2 separate regions of the Danio rerio genome follow, and region 1 is linked to region 2. Evidence: chromatin contacts called from public Hi-C data. All regions are on one chromosome and are shown on one strand. Each heading gives the region's core, a stretch centred on a gene start, on an enhancer-like site or on the middle of the called end of the contact. The rest is flanking DNA. Distances are from core to core; before and after follow the strand shown. Region 1 overlaps lhfpl7 (LHFPL tetraspan subfamily member 7). Region 2 holds the start of lhfpl7 (LHFPL tetraspan subfamily member 7).

Region 1 (4,413 bases), core at 1,399-3,898, 230 kb before region 2:
GTAATACTTTCGAAAATCGCAATCGCAATATACAGTTGAAGTCAGAATTATTAGCCCCACCCTTTGTTTTTTTTTTTTACTTTTTTAAAAATATTTACCAAATGATGTTTAACAGAGCAAGAAAATTTTTACAGTATGTCTGATAATATATTTTCTTCTAGAGAAAGTCTTATTTGTTTTATTTCGGCTTGAATAAAATGATTTTTTTTTCAAATCCATATTAAGGTCAATATTAAAGCTTTTTATTTAGAATTATTGCATAACTAATTAAAATTAAATATTCATCAAAGGCGGCAACACACACACACACACACACACACACACACACACACACACACACACACACACACACTCATTTATAGATTATGCAGCTTAAATATTTCACGTAAAAATACAAAAAAAACAACATTACATCACAAATTATATAAAAGTAAAGAATGTACCAGGGTGCAACAAAATATACAACAAAATGTTGTCAAAAAACCTTTAAACCAAACATCTAATTAAACATTAATAAATTATTGAAAAAATAAAGATTATTAAAGAAAGTTAAAGAAAAGGACGAATGTCAAACTCTTCATTTAAACCCTTTGGAGACAATGTGTCTAAAGTGAAAATCCAAAAGGCTTCACGTTGTAACAGCTATTTATTAAGATCACCTTTTACTTGTTTTACAATTTACTTGTAGTAGCAACAGCAATGCTCATGGTGGCAGTAGAGGGCCGTGTTTCTGATGTAGATTCCAATCAACAAAGCATTAATGGAAGAAAGGCCCACTATACCGTTTCCAATTCTCCCATGGAAATATCAAATATACACAAAACCATCAGCCCATATATGACTGAGATCAAAATTCATTGGATGATGACTGACAGTCCTTGGGTGTGGTGTGTGTGGGTAGACTGAGGAAAGCTATTAGAAGAGTTTTTCTTTTTTTTCAGTCAGTATCAGTGCTCGCTCCCCATGACTGAACAGCAGAGCTCGAAAAACTCCTGTCAAATATCTACTCAGTCAGGAGATCTTACTATTGCATGTGCCTTTAATTAGACTGAAGTATGGTTACTATGAGAGTTGAAGCAAACTAAAATAACTTTTTAAACGTTAGATGAATGAATAATTCACTTAAAAATAAAAATGTTAAGTGTCTTTTCTTTTCAATAGAACATTAAATATTTTTTTGCTAAAATCACTATTTGGTGGTTCATACAATCATTTGCTGCTTTTTAAAAGTTCATTAATTCAATTTCCCTCACCTTAGTCCCTTATATATTAGGGGTCACCACAGTGGAATGAACCACCTACTATTATGGCATGTATTACGCAGCGGATGCCCTTTCAGCCGCAACCCAGTGCTGGAAAACACCCAGACACACTTTCATTCATACACACACACTCATACACTACAGCCAATTTTAGTTCATCCAGTTCACCTATAGCGCATGTCTTTGGACTGGGGGAAACCCATGCCAACACGGGGAGAACATGCAAACACCACACATAAAATCCTTGTTCAAATGACTTATTTTAAAATGAGCTAAAACAACACAATTCTTGAGATTTTTTTGGGATAACTTGATTGTTTTATGTGAAGTCCACTTAAATTTGTTATAATAATAATAATAATAATTCGTTACATTTATATAGCGCTTTTCTGGGCACTCAAAGCGCTTTACACAATGGGGGGGGGATCTCCTCATCCACCACCAGTGTGCAGCATCCACCTGTATGACGCGACGGCAGCCATTTTGCGCCAGACCGCACACCACACACCAGCTGATTGGTGGAGAGGAGACAGAGTGATGATATGCCAATCATGATATGTGGAGGGTTAGGAGGCCATGATGGACAGAGGCCAGTGGGCAGATTTGGCCAGGATGCCGGGGTTAAACCCCTACTCTTTTTCGAAGGACATCCTGGGATTTTTAACGACCACAGAGAGTCGGGACCTCGGTTTAACGTCTCATCCGAAAGACGGACGTTATGTTATTTTAATCGATTTGTATTGGGACAACATTAATGAATTGCGGGGAACCCTGGATTTTGTACTGTGTAAGTCAACGGCTAACAGAATTTCAAGCCAAAAAAAAAAAACAACAACTTTGGATTAAAGAACTTTGGTCCCTTAACAAGTGGGAGGCACATTCGCAAACTGTTGTAATTCCTACGTCGTTCACCTAATTTGGATGCAAATACTCTCAAATTAAAGCTGACAGTCTTCAGGTAAAGCACATCTTGTTTGTTTATTTCAAATCCATTGTGTTAGTGCATAGAGCCAAAAATATTAGAACTGTGTCGATGTCCAAATATTTATGGACCTAACGGTATAATATATAAGCGTATATATCAAGTTATATTAAGAATTATATCATGCCTATAGTGACCAATATGCATCCACAATCAGTTGAATCTTTGCCAATATCACATAGAAACCCCAGGTATAGCACTCAACACACAGCATAACCTGTTAATAGCTGGTTAATGGCTAGTTTGGCCCAGGGGTGCAGACCATCTTAATTGATCTCTCTATTATCGCTCTTCAGCCCCTCCACACAAAAAAGGACCCAGAATCCCCTCTCATGCCAAGCTTTTTCCTTCAGTTTAATGGGCTGAGATCCAGCTGTGCTCTACATTGGCCTGTGTTTATCAGCAGGAGCTTGACATCTCAAAGCTGCTCTGCTAATGACATGCTAATGTCCTTCTCTATCTCTCACTGTATCCACACACGAAAACGCAGCTTCTCCAGCAGAGGGGAGTAAATGCTATCAGTGGATGTTTACACTCACATGACAGGGCCTTCAATGAAACTCAACAAGCTATTCAATAAAATTTTCGAAGGCAATCTTTAGTAAAAAAAAAAAAAAAAGATATAGAGAGAGCACAACTGTATGGGGTTTAATTAAAGCGGGTCACATCAACAAAAAGCGCTTCACTGCAGAGGCTTGCAAAGCTCAGGGCCAATTGCGGTCTGGATCAGATAATTTTTTTGAGCCTGTGGGTGTGTGTATGTGTGTGTGTGGGAATGCTTGGCTACAAAAGTGCACCTTATCGGACGCTGAACTGCAGTAGCTTCAAAGTCTACATCAGCTCAATTCTCAGATTGCACAGTTACAAAGTGGACTCGATGGTATTTTGGTCATTTGTTTGGACATGTGGCTTTGATTCGTAAATATCAGACACTTAAAAGTGGCCATATTTAGAGTCAGGGTCAATGAGTGCATGAAGCTAAAAGAGATATCTTTTTTGTTTGTTTGTTTAAAGAAAAAGGAAAAACACATTTAGTCAGGACAAACAGTATTGTCTGTTGCCAAAGAAAATAAGTAAATTAAATTATATTTGATAAAATATTAGTTCCTTGCTATTTTAAACTGGAACCATACTGTAGCTGAGCTGCAATATTACCTTGTATTTACCGTGTTTTATATACAGTTGAAGTCAGAATTATTAGCCTCTCTGAATTATTAGTGAATGAATTAATCCTAAATTAATATTCTTTTCCTCAATTTCTGTTAAATGGTGAAATTTTTTTAACACATTTCCAAACAATAGTTTTAATAACTCATTTTTTAATAACGATTTCTTTTATCTTTGCCATCATGACAGACAGTACATAACTAGATATTTTTCAAGATACTAGTATTCAGCTTAAAGTGACATTTAAAGGTTTAACTTGGATAATTAGGTTACCTAGGCAAGTCTAGGCAAGTATATTGTATAATTTTTTTTTTCTGTAGGTAATTAAAAAATGCTTAAAAGGGATAATATTGACCTTAAAATGTTTTTTAAATAATTAAACACCACTTTTATTCTAGCTGAAATAAAACAAAAAAAAAGACTTCTTCCTGCAGTAGAAAAAATATTACAAGAAATTCTGTTAATTCAATTATTTTTTGCTCTGTTAAACATCATTTGGGAAATATTTGATCAAGAAAATAAAATTCACAGGAGGGCTAATAATTTCGACTTTAACTCTATATAAATGGCAACACTTTATTTTAATGTACAATTTACACTATTAACAACCCATTGACTAAGCTAAAACTAAACCAAAAGCTAAAACTAAACCAATAACTTAGCTCAATAAAATACTAATTAGCTGCTTATTAATAATTAGTAAGATAGTGGTTGGGTTTAGGTATTGTCACGATCACAAGTGATCTAATCCTTGCAGATCGCTGGAGAACTTCACATCTGTCACTGAACTGGACTACAAATACCATCATGCTCCTCACACACACCAGTTCCCCATTTCCCCAGATTATACACACACAGCTGGCAACTCATTATGGACTGTTTATCTGGACTTTTTATTCACCTCACACACACGTTGCTGAGTCTTGTTTTCTGTATTATTTGGTTGCGGTTTCCTTGCCTTGTTCTTCCATGGTTTTTGATCCCTATTTTTATTATTGTTGA
Region 2 (4,620 bases), core at 1,025-3,524:
TTTGTCTGAAGCATTTATATATAGGGCAACGCAGTGGAGCAGTAGGTAGTGCTGTCACCTCACAGCAAGAAGGTCGCTGGTTAAAGCCTCGGCTGGGTCGGTTGGCATTTCTGTGTGGAGTTTGCATGTTCTCCCTACATACACGTGGGTTTCCTCCAGGTGCTCTGATTTCCCCCACAGTCCAAAGACATGCGGTACAGGTGAATTGGGTAGGCTAAATTGTTTGTAGTGTATGAGTGTGAGTGAGTGTGTATGGAGGTTTCCCAGAGATGGGTTGTGGCTGGAAGGGCATCCGCTGCGTAAAACATGTGCTGGATAAATTGGCGGTTTTTTCGGCTGTGGCGACCTCAGATTAATAAAGGGGCTAATCCGAAAAGAAAATGAATGAATGAAAATATATTCATTCATTTTCTTGTCGGCTTAGTACCTTTATTAATCCAGGGTTGCCACAGCGGAATAAACCACCAACTTATCCGAGGTTCGACCCAGCGACTTTCTTGCTGTGAGGCGACAGCACTACCTACTGCGCCACTGCCTCGCCTATGAAAATATGTATGCATATATAAAACTTTACTAAAATTATAGTTCACTCAAAACTGAAAATTCTGTGATCTACTCATCCTTCGCTTGTCACAAACCTGATTGAGTTTCTTTTCTTCTGGTGAGCTGCTTTCAAAAATATTGTAACCATGGACGACTATAGTATTTGTTTTTTGTTTTTTTCAACTATGTAAGTCAATCGTTACTGGCTTCCAACACCCTTTAAAGAATCTTTTTTTGTGTTCAACAGAAAAAATAAACAAAAACAAGTGCAGGTTGAAGAATTAGTGACAAATTTTCATTTTTGGGTGAATTATGGCTTTAAAATGATAGAAATACTTGCTGTGGAGCCTAACACAGACAGCAGTCCTACTTTAAATACACATTTCTTCTAAAAGGTAATGTTTTGTTTTTCTGACATATTTAATTCATTTGATGTTGATGCCAATTTTAAAGAAATATATTGGCAAATTTACAGGATGGAAAACAGGATCAATGTAACATTATAAAAAATCATTCAAGCAAAATAAAAATCAAAGTAATAAAAATATTAAAGCGTTTAATTATAAAAGGTGTTTAAAATTTAATGTTTATTAATTAAAAAAAATGTGCTTTTGTTATACAACTTTATATCTCTTTAAATGCATTAATTTAAGCATTTTTCTTTTTAAATATAATATTTGGATAAGAAAAATAACCTTGTATTATTAAATATTATAGCCTAAAGATCATGTTCCATGAATATATTCCCATACTGCAAATTCCTATATCAATGTATAATGGGGATCTTTCTCAGTAGATTATTTTAACCATGCAACCTCTAGATTTTCTGCTGTTTTAACCATCAAACTCTAGATTTTCTGTTGTTTTAAACCATGAAACCTTTAGATTTTCTGATGTTTTAACCATAAAACTTTGATTTTCTGTTGCTCAAACAAATTTCATGCATGGTTGCTTCTTGAAGTCTGACATTGATATAAGCTAATTCTGTCAGGCAGAGTTGTACTCAAAAGTTGCGGTTTCTTCAACATTTACAGCTTAGTACTTTCCTCCATTATTTCCCATTCATCCAAAACTCGTCCTACCTGCCAAGAGCTTGACGGAATCTCCTGAAATTTGCCCAGCCCGCCAAAGGTGTAACATCTGTACATGTGATCCAGAGACTCGGAGCAGTGCCACAGGAGCCCGAAACTCACGGAATCCTTATGGTTTTTCGGATGCTCCTTCACTATCCACGCGGGAGAGATGAAGCTGAAGCTGCAAATCGCGACCAAGGCGGAGGACAGGAGAACCCAAAAACACCCGACGCAGCTGAACATCCTCGCGGCGGCGCGGGGCGACGAGAGCGGAGACAGATCGATTCCCAGCCCTTTCCAGTTGCGGTCAAACAGCGCGTGCATCTGGCGCTCAATCACAGCAGACGAGCACCAACAATCACGCAAACACACATGAGTTACCAAAAAAACCCCAAGAGTGCCGAATAACACACGCCTAACTTTTGAGTCCAATGTAATTCCAGCGCGATCCGGTTGAGTGGAGGAGATATTCCGGGTAATTTATCTGATGGGAAGCAGGTGGTGGACAAAAGACAGCCGTCACACCCAGAGCTCAAGCACTCAGAACCGCCGCCAGCAGGTGCTCACTGTGTAGTAAAAGATGCGAGTCCGCTCTGCTTGCGTTTTACTCGCTCATCTTAGCATCATCTTTATCCTCATCCTCTCCGGCTGCAGGAGTGAAGCTCAAACTTACTGCGCCGCACTGAGCGCCTGTTTCTCGGTCACATGGAGGTGGGCGTCACCGCCGCTGCGAATGCGTCCAGAGTTTTGGAGTCATCGCTGATTCAACAGACTTTCCTCTGTAGTTGTTTATCTAATCGTATCTTTCACTCTAAAAATTCAGGGCTCCACACAAACGATTTGACGAAATGAAGAAACAACATGAAGAAATTAAGTTAACTTATTCCATTTTACAAGCTGAAGTCATCACTGCGAATGTGTCCAGAGATTTATGCATACGTTTTTCCTCTGTAGTTGTTTATCTTATGTTATCTTATACTGTAAAAAAAGGGTAAGTTTCACACAATTGATTTGTATTGGGACAACATAAAGAAATTAAGTTAACTTATTCACACCTGCCTGTAATTATCACGTGGTGTTCAGGTCCTAATTTATTGGTTCAGGCGTGTTTGATATGGGTAGCAACTGAAATCTGCAGGAAGGTAGATCTCCAGGAAAAGGGTTGGCCACCCCTGTACTAGATATACTAGAGCAGGGATGTCCAAACTCGGTCCTGGAGGGCCGGTGTCCTGCATAGTTTAGCTCCAACTTGCTTCAACACACCTAGAAGTTTCTATTAAAGAGCTTGATTGGAGGACAGAGTTTGGACACCCCTGTGCTAGAAACTTGCTGGCAGGTGTGTTGAAGCAAGTTGGAGATAAACTCTCAAGGACACGGCCCTCCAGGACCGAGTTTGGACACCCCTGCTCTAGTTGTTTATCTTATCTTGTACTGTAAAAAATGCTGGGTTCCTCACAATCGATTTGTGTTGAGACAACATAAAGAAATTAACTTATTCTTTTTTTACAAATTGGAGTCACAGGCACTGCTCATGTCATGTGTTCAGAGTTTTTGGATTTATCACTGATGCATAAGTCTTTTATCTGTAGTTCCTTTTCATACACTGTAAAAAAAAAATAATTAAAAATACATTTTAAAAACAATTGCTGGGGTTCACACAATCCATTTGTCTTGAGACAACATGAAAAAATGAAACCCTTCACAAAAAAAACCCCCAAAGATAATAAAAAAAAAGTAGTTTGAACAAACAGCAAACATTAATTTATTTAATTATCCTCGTTCTTTCTTATTGTATTTCTATATGTTTGAATTATTATCTATTTTGTTTTGTTAAATTATTACTATGATTGTTATATTACTATTTTCCTGTGTGTGTGTGTGTGTGTGTGTGTGTGTGTGTGTGTTTGTTTGTTACTTGAAGCATTAATAAAAATAGAAAGTTTCTGATTCATGAATTCTTTTGATAAGCATAACAGAATATAAAGGCGATTATTTGTTATTATTGGGAAAATATTTAATTAACAAATGCCACTTTTGTTCACACGTGGCCCACCTGCAGAATTGTCTGACTTAAATAAAGCTACTCAACCAAAAAAATTAAATAAAAAATGAAACTGTGATCTTTTAAATAGCCCAATTTGTAATTTTCCCTTAATTTTCACTTAAATTTGATCTATTATGATTTTATGTCAAATTTATTCGGTAACACTTTATTTGAATGGTCCAGTAGACAGTAGACTGTCTGCTTAATATCTTAATGTCAATATTAATACTGACATTCAAGATACTTTGCAAGTACATGTCAACTTACACCAACCCCAACCAAACAGTCTACTTATAATTTAATGAGAATTAGTTGACATGTTGATGCAATACTTAATACTTAACTAAATTCAACAAACAGACCATCAAAATAAAGTCTGACCATTTATTTTTTTATTATTATTTAATATTGTCTTTCTGTTTTACTTTTGTATTCATAATGCCATCCTATATGCTTAGTTGTTGAAATATATTAAATAAGTTTTTGATGAATTCATTCATTCATTTTCTTTTCGGCTTAGTCCCTTTAGTAATCTGGGGTGAACTGCCAACTTATCCAGCGGATGCCCTTCCAGCTGCAACCCATCTCCGGAAAACATCCACACACACTAATTCACACTCATACACTACAGACCTACCTAATTCACCTGTACCGCATGTCTTTGGACTGTGGGGGAAACCGGAGCACCTGGAAGAAACCCACGCGAATGCAGGGAGAACATGCAAACTCCACAAAGAAACGCCAACTGATCCAGCCAAGGCTTGAATCAGCGACCTTCTTGCTGTGAGGCGACAGCACTACCTACTGCGCCGCCCAAGTTTTTGATTCATAAAAAAATTTAATACTTGTGTGATTTTCAAGGCCTCTCTTTTGTAAAAGAGTAATAAAGTCATGCATTCATGATAGTTTGTATGTCCTGAATTTAGCCTCAACAGACTTGCACCCATATTATGTGACCCT

Evidence for each region. Hi-C and Micro-C count contacts between places; a contact is called where the count stands out from the background.
Region 1: a contact with region 2 is called in a Hi-C map of embryo, with 4 times the contacts expected there. The contact joins the enhancer-like site here to the promoter of lhfpl7 in region 2. A contact is called at or near these places in 9 of 18 Hi-C or Micro-C datasets (caudal fin, embryo, fibroblasts and 3 more) and 2 of 4 datasets of contacts at active chromatin or transcription factors (caudal fin and embryo).

The regions. Positions count from the first base shown.
Region 1 is chr5:68,194,761-68,199,173 of GRCz12tu, reverse strand. The region is part of intron 2 of lhfpl7 (LHFPL tetraspan subfamily member 7); the gene reads right to left. All of the region lies in intron 8 of spata22 (spermatogenesis associated 22), which reads left to right. Among named protein-coding and RNA genes, the nearest start is that of spata22, 21 kb to the left of the region's middle. Within about 2 kb of position 2,648, at least 6 of the 62 cell types and tissues checked have an H3K27ac peak or open chromatin away from gene starts, as enhancers often do.
Region 2 is chr5:67,960,863-67,965,482 of GRCz12tu, reverse strand. lhfpl7 (LHFPL tetraspan subfamily member 7) reads right to left here and starts at 2,274. Exons shown (of 3, transcript XM_001338138.10): 1 at 1,626-2,274. The coding sequence starts at 1,940. It overlaps LOC141385650 (a long non-coding RNA gene), which reads left to right. Exons shown (of 2, transcript XR_012406446.1): 1 at 1-148; 2 at 479-1,702. It also overlaps a transcript of lrwd1 not described here.